Regions from separate parts of the Sus scrofa genome. Here region 2 is linked to region 1. Evidence: chromatin contacts called from public Hi-C data. All regions are on one chromosome and are shown on one strand. Each heading gives the region's core, a stretch centred on a gene start, on an enhancer-like site or on the middle of the called end of the contact. The rest is flanking DNA. Distances are from core to core; before and after follow the strand shown.

The links. A called contact is a pair of places that touch in the nucleus more often than the background predicts.
Region 2: a contact with region 1 is called in a Hi-C map of skeletal muscle, with 9 times the contacts expected there. The contact joins the promoter of ZFYVE1 here to the promoter of DCAF4 in region 1. A contact is called at or near these places in 1 of 5 promoter capture datasets (fetal skeletal muscle) and 4 of 47 Hi-C or Micro-C datasets (heart right ventricle, liver and skeletal muscle).

Annotation. Positions count from the first base shown.
Region 1 is chr7:96,287,392-96,290,326 of Sscrofa11.1, reverse strand. DCAF4 (DDB1- and CUL4-associated factor 4) reads right to left here and starts at 1,567. Exons shown (of 14, transcript XM_001928868.4): 1 at 1,416-1,567.
Region 2 is chr7:96,378,718-96,381,652 of Sscrofa11.1, reverse strand. ZFYVE1 (zinc finger FYVE domain-containing protein 1) reads left to right here and starts at 1,367. Exons shown (of 12, transcript XM_001926161.6): 1 at 1,367-1,613.

The DNA.
Region 1 (2,935 bases), core at 318-2,817:
TTGGGGCTGCGCCCACAGCATATGGAGGTCGCAGGCTAGGGGTCGAACTGGAGCTGTCGCCGCCAGCCTACACCACAGCCGCAGCAATGCAGGATCCAATCCGCCTCTAAGACTTACATTACAGCTCACGGCAATGCTGGATCCTCAACCCACTGATGGAGGCCAGGGATCAAACCCGCATCCTCATGGATACCAGTCGGGTTCGCTAACGATGGGCCACGATGGGAACTCCTGGCACATGTGAATTATATCTCAAAAACAAAACCGATTTTTACTACAGCAGTTCTGTAATATTTCTAAGTGAGAAACATCCTAAATATCTAGCAGCAGATGAATTAAGACACTACTGGACTGTAGCGTGGAAAATGCCAACGCCACTGATTTGGAAAACCCAACATAAAACGGCCCCTTACAGGGGGCTTGCTAGGCCCACCCTGAGTTGATACTTCTAAACTCTACCTTACAAGTGAGGATTGGAGGACTAGGCACCGGACCCAGAAAGACATAGTATTTGATGGGAAAGGAATTCCACCCCTGCTGGTCTGGCCTCGGGGCTTCATCACCCACACATACCACCTCAACTACAATTTCCAGCTACTTAAAACTAGAGTTTGGGGCTTTGGAATTTTGATTCCTCCTATTAGTTGTCATCTCCATTTTTTTTCCTTCTTGCTGTCTGATGCACAGGACAAAGGGCTAGGGACGGTCCCATGCCTGTCCAGGGGAAGGGGGTGTCATGTTTTCTGAGGTCAACTGGAGGCTTCCCAGACACCGCGAACGCCAAAATGGAAGGGGAGACTTGATCACCAGCGCGGCTCGGTGCGGAGGTGAAATCGGGAAGCTTGGGTTCATCCGGCGGCTCCACCGCTCATTAGTTCGTGAGTTACCTCGGATAAGTGACAACCTCTCTAGGGCTCTTTAGTCTAAGGTACTTCCACCCACCTCACAGAGCTGGTGTATAGAAAGCTTAGTGCTTGTAAAGCGGTCAGCAGAGCCCAGCACTCAGGCGCCCATGTTCGCTGCTATACTGACCTGCCTGAAAAAGTTCTCAACCTGAACTTTCAGGTAAACCGCCAACAAGCGCCCGCAGCCCAGCCACTGACAGGTTGTTGGGTGGCACGTTGACTTCAGGATTTAGAAAAACGCTCCTTCACGTCAGACTCCAGCGGCGACACTCAGAGTTCCCCTCCCACAAGGCAAGCGAGCTCCACGCGCGCACCAATCCCACCCGGCGGGAGCTCGCCGGCCCAGCCCCCCACCCACGCCACGGTCAGGCCGGCGTTCCACGTGCTCTGCTCCTCCCCGCCCCTTTCTCGGGCCTTCCCCCCACGCCCTATCCCTCCCGAATTCTGTCGCGGGAGCAGCAGCTGGCCCCGGACCAACGCCAACGATCACTCCAGTCAGCTCAGACTTACTTGATCAGAGGGTCCCTTCCGGCTCTCCCTCGGGCCCAGGATCAGCAGAAGTGGGGACTAAGCGTGCAAGGACCCGGAAAGACCGAGGCGTAGCGTCCGCCAGTTAGTTGCGTCGGTTTTCATGTTGTCGCAGCGGATAGGGCCTTGGCGGCCGCCCCTTCCTTCTCATTGGACACGTCTTCTGACTGTCTATGGCAATAGGATGGATCTCAGGGAGGGGGCGGGGATTGAGGCCTCGGCTCCGCCCCAGACCTGGCTGGGAAGCTGAGAATCGGCGGCAGGCGTGACTGGGCTCGGCGCTTTTGGGGCGGGGCCATGCACGTTTGGGGCGGGACCTCGCGCGTTTGGGGCGGGGCCGGGCGTGCTTTGGGGCCGGGTCCGACCCGCGGGCGCGGGAGCCTTGAGTTCAAACCTAGGGCGCTCTGAGGCTGCCTCTTCCGAAGCGGTGGGTACCTCGCCCAGCACCGGGTATTTTCTCTGTCCAAGCCGGTTGATCCAGCTCAGGAAAGTCCTCTTGCCGCTCTGGACCACTGTCTATAAACCTGAGACTTAGGGAGGAGGAAGGATTTTGGAGAGGGCGAAGGAGGCTCTGAGGTGAGTGAGAGAAAAAGGAACAGGTGTTGACGTGTGTGTTCATGACCTCTGGTCGCTGAGGCTGCTGACCCTTGATCTGCGTGGCTTCAAGGTGCAGAGGAGCGTGCCCTGAATTTCAGTCAGGAGATCTTGGTTCTGGGTCTAGTTCTGTTTCCTTCTTGCTGTGACCTAGGGCGAGTCTTTTCCCTTTCTGGGCCTTGATTTCTTCTGTTGAAACAAGGAAAGTCGATCAAACGTTGTGATATTCTCTCTAGCGCAGTTTGTTCATACGACGAATATTTCCAGAAGGGTCTCTGCGTGTGCTCGTTCTCGGAATCGCTGACAGCGGTCAGATCCGAAAGGAAAATGGAAGCCTGTGGTGGGCATTTGACGGGAAGTGACAGTTTTGTGAGGAAAGCTGCGTTCAAATGGGCCAGGCTTGGTTGTCGCCAGGAGCCGGCCTGGCACACCTTGTGCCCTGTTAACCCAGGCCCCTGTGAGTGGCGGGATCCATCAGAAAATAGGTTGTGGGGTTTATCAGTTGTACCCATGTGTGAAAGCATTTCATTCAATAACAAGGAAGGTAGAATGTCGCCTCTCAAGAATTTTATATAAAAAAGGGTGTGGAATGGGAAGAGATGATGAGAAGCCAGGACAGCCAGAATAAAGGACAGTTTCATGAAGCTTGAGCTGCCTGGAAGAGAAAGCAGAGAAATTCTAAGCTAAACAAGCTGACTGGACGCTTGTTGAAGGAATAGTGAGGCGTTCGTTTTGACTGCACCGGAGGGGAGTCTTGGAAGCAAAACAGGCAGAAAAGTTGGGTCAAATGTCAAGGGTAAGGAGCTCGCAGAGGGGAGCCTCTGAAGGTTTGAGAGTTGGGGAGTGATAAGACTAGAGCTTTGCTTTGTGGCAATCACCTGGGCAGCTCTGGAGAAGACTCTGGAAAG
Region 2 (2,935 bases), core at 118-2,617, 92 kb before region 1:
GCTCTCTTTGGAAGGAACTGCTTTCCACACACTTTTAGGAGGTTTTTTTTTTTTTTTTTTTAGGGTCCCACCAGAGGCATATGGAAGTTCCCAGGCTAGGGGTCGAATTGAAGCTATACCTGCCAGCCTATACCACAACCGCAGCAACAGAGGATCCAGGCCTCATTTGTGACCTACACCACAGCTCAGGGCAACACCATATCAATTCGTTACCACTGAGCCATAATGGGAACTCCATGGCTTTTTCATTACTATGTATATTTGGGTTTTTTGACTGCCCCTCCCCCCACCCAATGTGGTAGTTCCTGGGCCAGGGGTCCAACTTGCCCCACAGCAGGTGGCAATGATCCCTCCTTAACTGGATAGGCCACCAGGGAACCCCTAGATTTGGTTTCATTACTTTCTAACTATGTCCATTGAATCATAAGGTAAAAAACTATCTCACTTTAAGTCAGGAGATTGGTTCTTGACTCAGCTAGAGAAGTCACTCAACCTTCCTTTTCTCTCCCTGTTTAACAACTATCATGATACAAACATAGAACATTAGAATTTGCAGGGACCTGAGAAATTACACAATACAATCCTTTTGTTTCATGGAGAGTTGTGTGATTTATACCAAGAGCTTTCTAGAACAAGCACCCAGTCAGTTTCTCAGACCAGTGCTCTTGATATCAGGCTTTCTTTCAGTGTTGTTGTAAGAAACAAAATTAAAAAACAAAGAGTGAAAGCACTGAACAAACATAAGGCCATTTACAAGAAGAGAGATAACAGTGTTAACCATTAGCCTGTATTGTAACCTGAAAGCTTACCTGAATAAATGTACCTCTCTAACTAAAAGACCATTTAAAACTCGGGAGTTTTTAAAATATGTAAGGAAAGGTCAGAAAAATAAAGTAATGGTTGGTTTTCATGAAGAGAAAACAAAACTCCTCCAAAAGTACTTATATTCTCTTAAAATTCTTTCTGGCCTCTTAGTTTGTGCAAGGTGAAATTGGGTAACTGGAGACGGCCTGTCTTTCCATATTTCTTAAAGAATGGTGTGCAATAAGGGTTACCTGAAATCGAATTATTTGCCTCGCCTATGCTACATATTATATCAGTTCTCTAATTTAACGCCACTCCTTCCCAAAACAACTTGCGGAAACCTGCGGAAACCACACTCGTTGCAAAAACTCCAAGTCCCGACATGCTCCGAGGCGTGTCCCTATCGCCTCCTCACAAGAATGTCTTCTTCTGTACTGGGAATTGTAGTTATTCTTGGGCTTCTCTTCCGGGATGTTGGGGAAAGACGCACTTCAGAAGAACTACATTTCCCAGAAAGCTGTGCGCGCCCTTCTCCGCCCTCTCCGTTGTCAAGCTCCAGCCCTCCCGCTCCTCCCTCAGTGGGTTGCACTGCTCACGCCTTCCTGTTAGTCCGAGCTGGGAGAAGTTCACTTCGATCAGCTGATCCTAACTGACAACGGGAGAGGAGGAAGCCCGGGAGGCAGCGAAGGAGGAGGGGGGCGGAGATGGAGATGAGGATGGATCCACCGGTGCCCTGAGGAACAGCCCCCGCCTCCACCGGCACCCCGCGGTCCTCCGACGCAGTCTTGCCGCAGCAGAGCTGCTCCGTGGTGGGGTCCCCGGGCCGCCGCGGGCGGGGAGGGAAGGGCACGGCCCTGCGCCTGGAGAGCGATATCCCTGGAGCTCCTGCTGCCCCGGGGTGGAAGGGGGGGCGGGTGCGGCTGGGGTGGGGGTGGGGTGGTATAAACAATGGATTCAGTTCTGGTCTCTGCCAGCGTTGGGGGGGGATTTTGGGGGACCTTCTTTGTTCTTAGACCCTGCTTCTGCCCCTCGGGTAGCGGTGGTGGTGCCCGGGAGGAAGCAAGGGTGAGGAATCCCTGGCTGGAGAGAGGCGTCGAGGTGGGAGCCCGAGTGGGCAGATTGTTTGCTTAGGTCTGGTGGGCGGTGAGGTATCCTTTTGAAGGTTGGTTTTATATTTTTTTCAATTCTGGCAGATTTTGATTTTTGGTTCCTCTGTGAGAGCTGGTTAGGCACGTCTGTGGAGTGTAAATAAGGTCTCCTAGTCACTCCCTTCGCCTTCCTTATTTATCTAAAAATAAGATTGATAGATTGATTACTGTTTGGAGGAATGAATACCTGCAAGGAGGGCTTTGCCAGCATTAGAATGGGTGTCAAGGCGAAGAGGAGTTAGGAATATAAAATTTGTAGAAGTGACAAAAGCCCCTTTCTTGCCCCAGTTTTCTTTCTTTCTTTCTTTTTTTTTTTTTAAGTTATTTTTAAGTTGGGTTTTGAGTGACAAAGAGAAAAATTATTTGTTTTGACTCATTCAGGCCTGGTTTTGTGGTGGTGCATAGTGGAGGAATTCTGTTTCCTGTTGCTCACCTTTTTTGCAGTTAGAGAAAAGGACAAAAGGAAGTACAGTTGTTTTTAATTGTTTTTAAACATGGAATGGTGACTTGTGTTTCTAGTGTAGAGTCCTTAATAGGCATCTGTTGAGAGCTGAAACAGTCCAGTTGCAAGGGTAATTGGATCTGCCCAGGACTTTGATGGAGCTGAAGTTTATTCTTGTTTAACTTTTTACAGCCATCTTTCTCCACCTCTCCCAGTTGTGGGGTGCAGAGGGCTGTCCCTCCAAGGACTATTTTGTTTAGTGCTTTTGATGAATAGAGAATTTCAGTCTGGGAAATTAAGCAGCAAAATCTCTTAGATGCCTTGAGCCTAGAGGTAGTTGTTGTTTTCAAAAGGAGGAGCCTTAACCATGATTTTGAGAAGACATTTCTAGGATAAGAATGAGCCAGTGGAAGTTTTACAAGCAAGAATGAGGTTCTGGAGTTCCCGTGTGGCACAGTGGGTTGAGGGCCTAGTGTTGTCACTGCAGTGGCTTGGGTTGCTCCTGTGGCTTGGGTTCCGTCCCTGGCGAGGGAATTTCCAC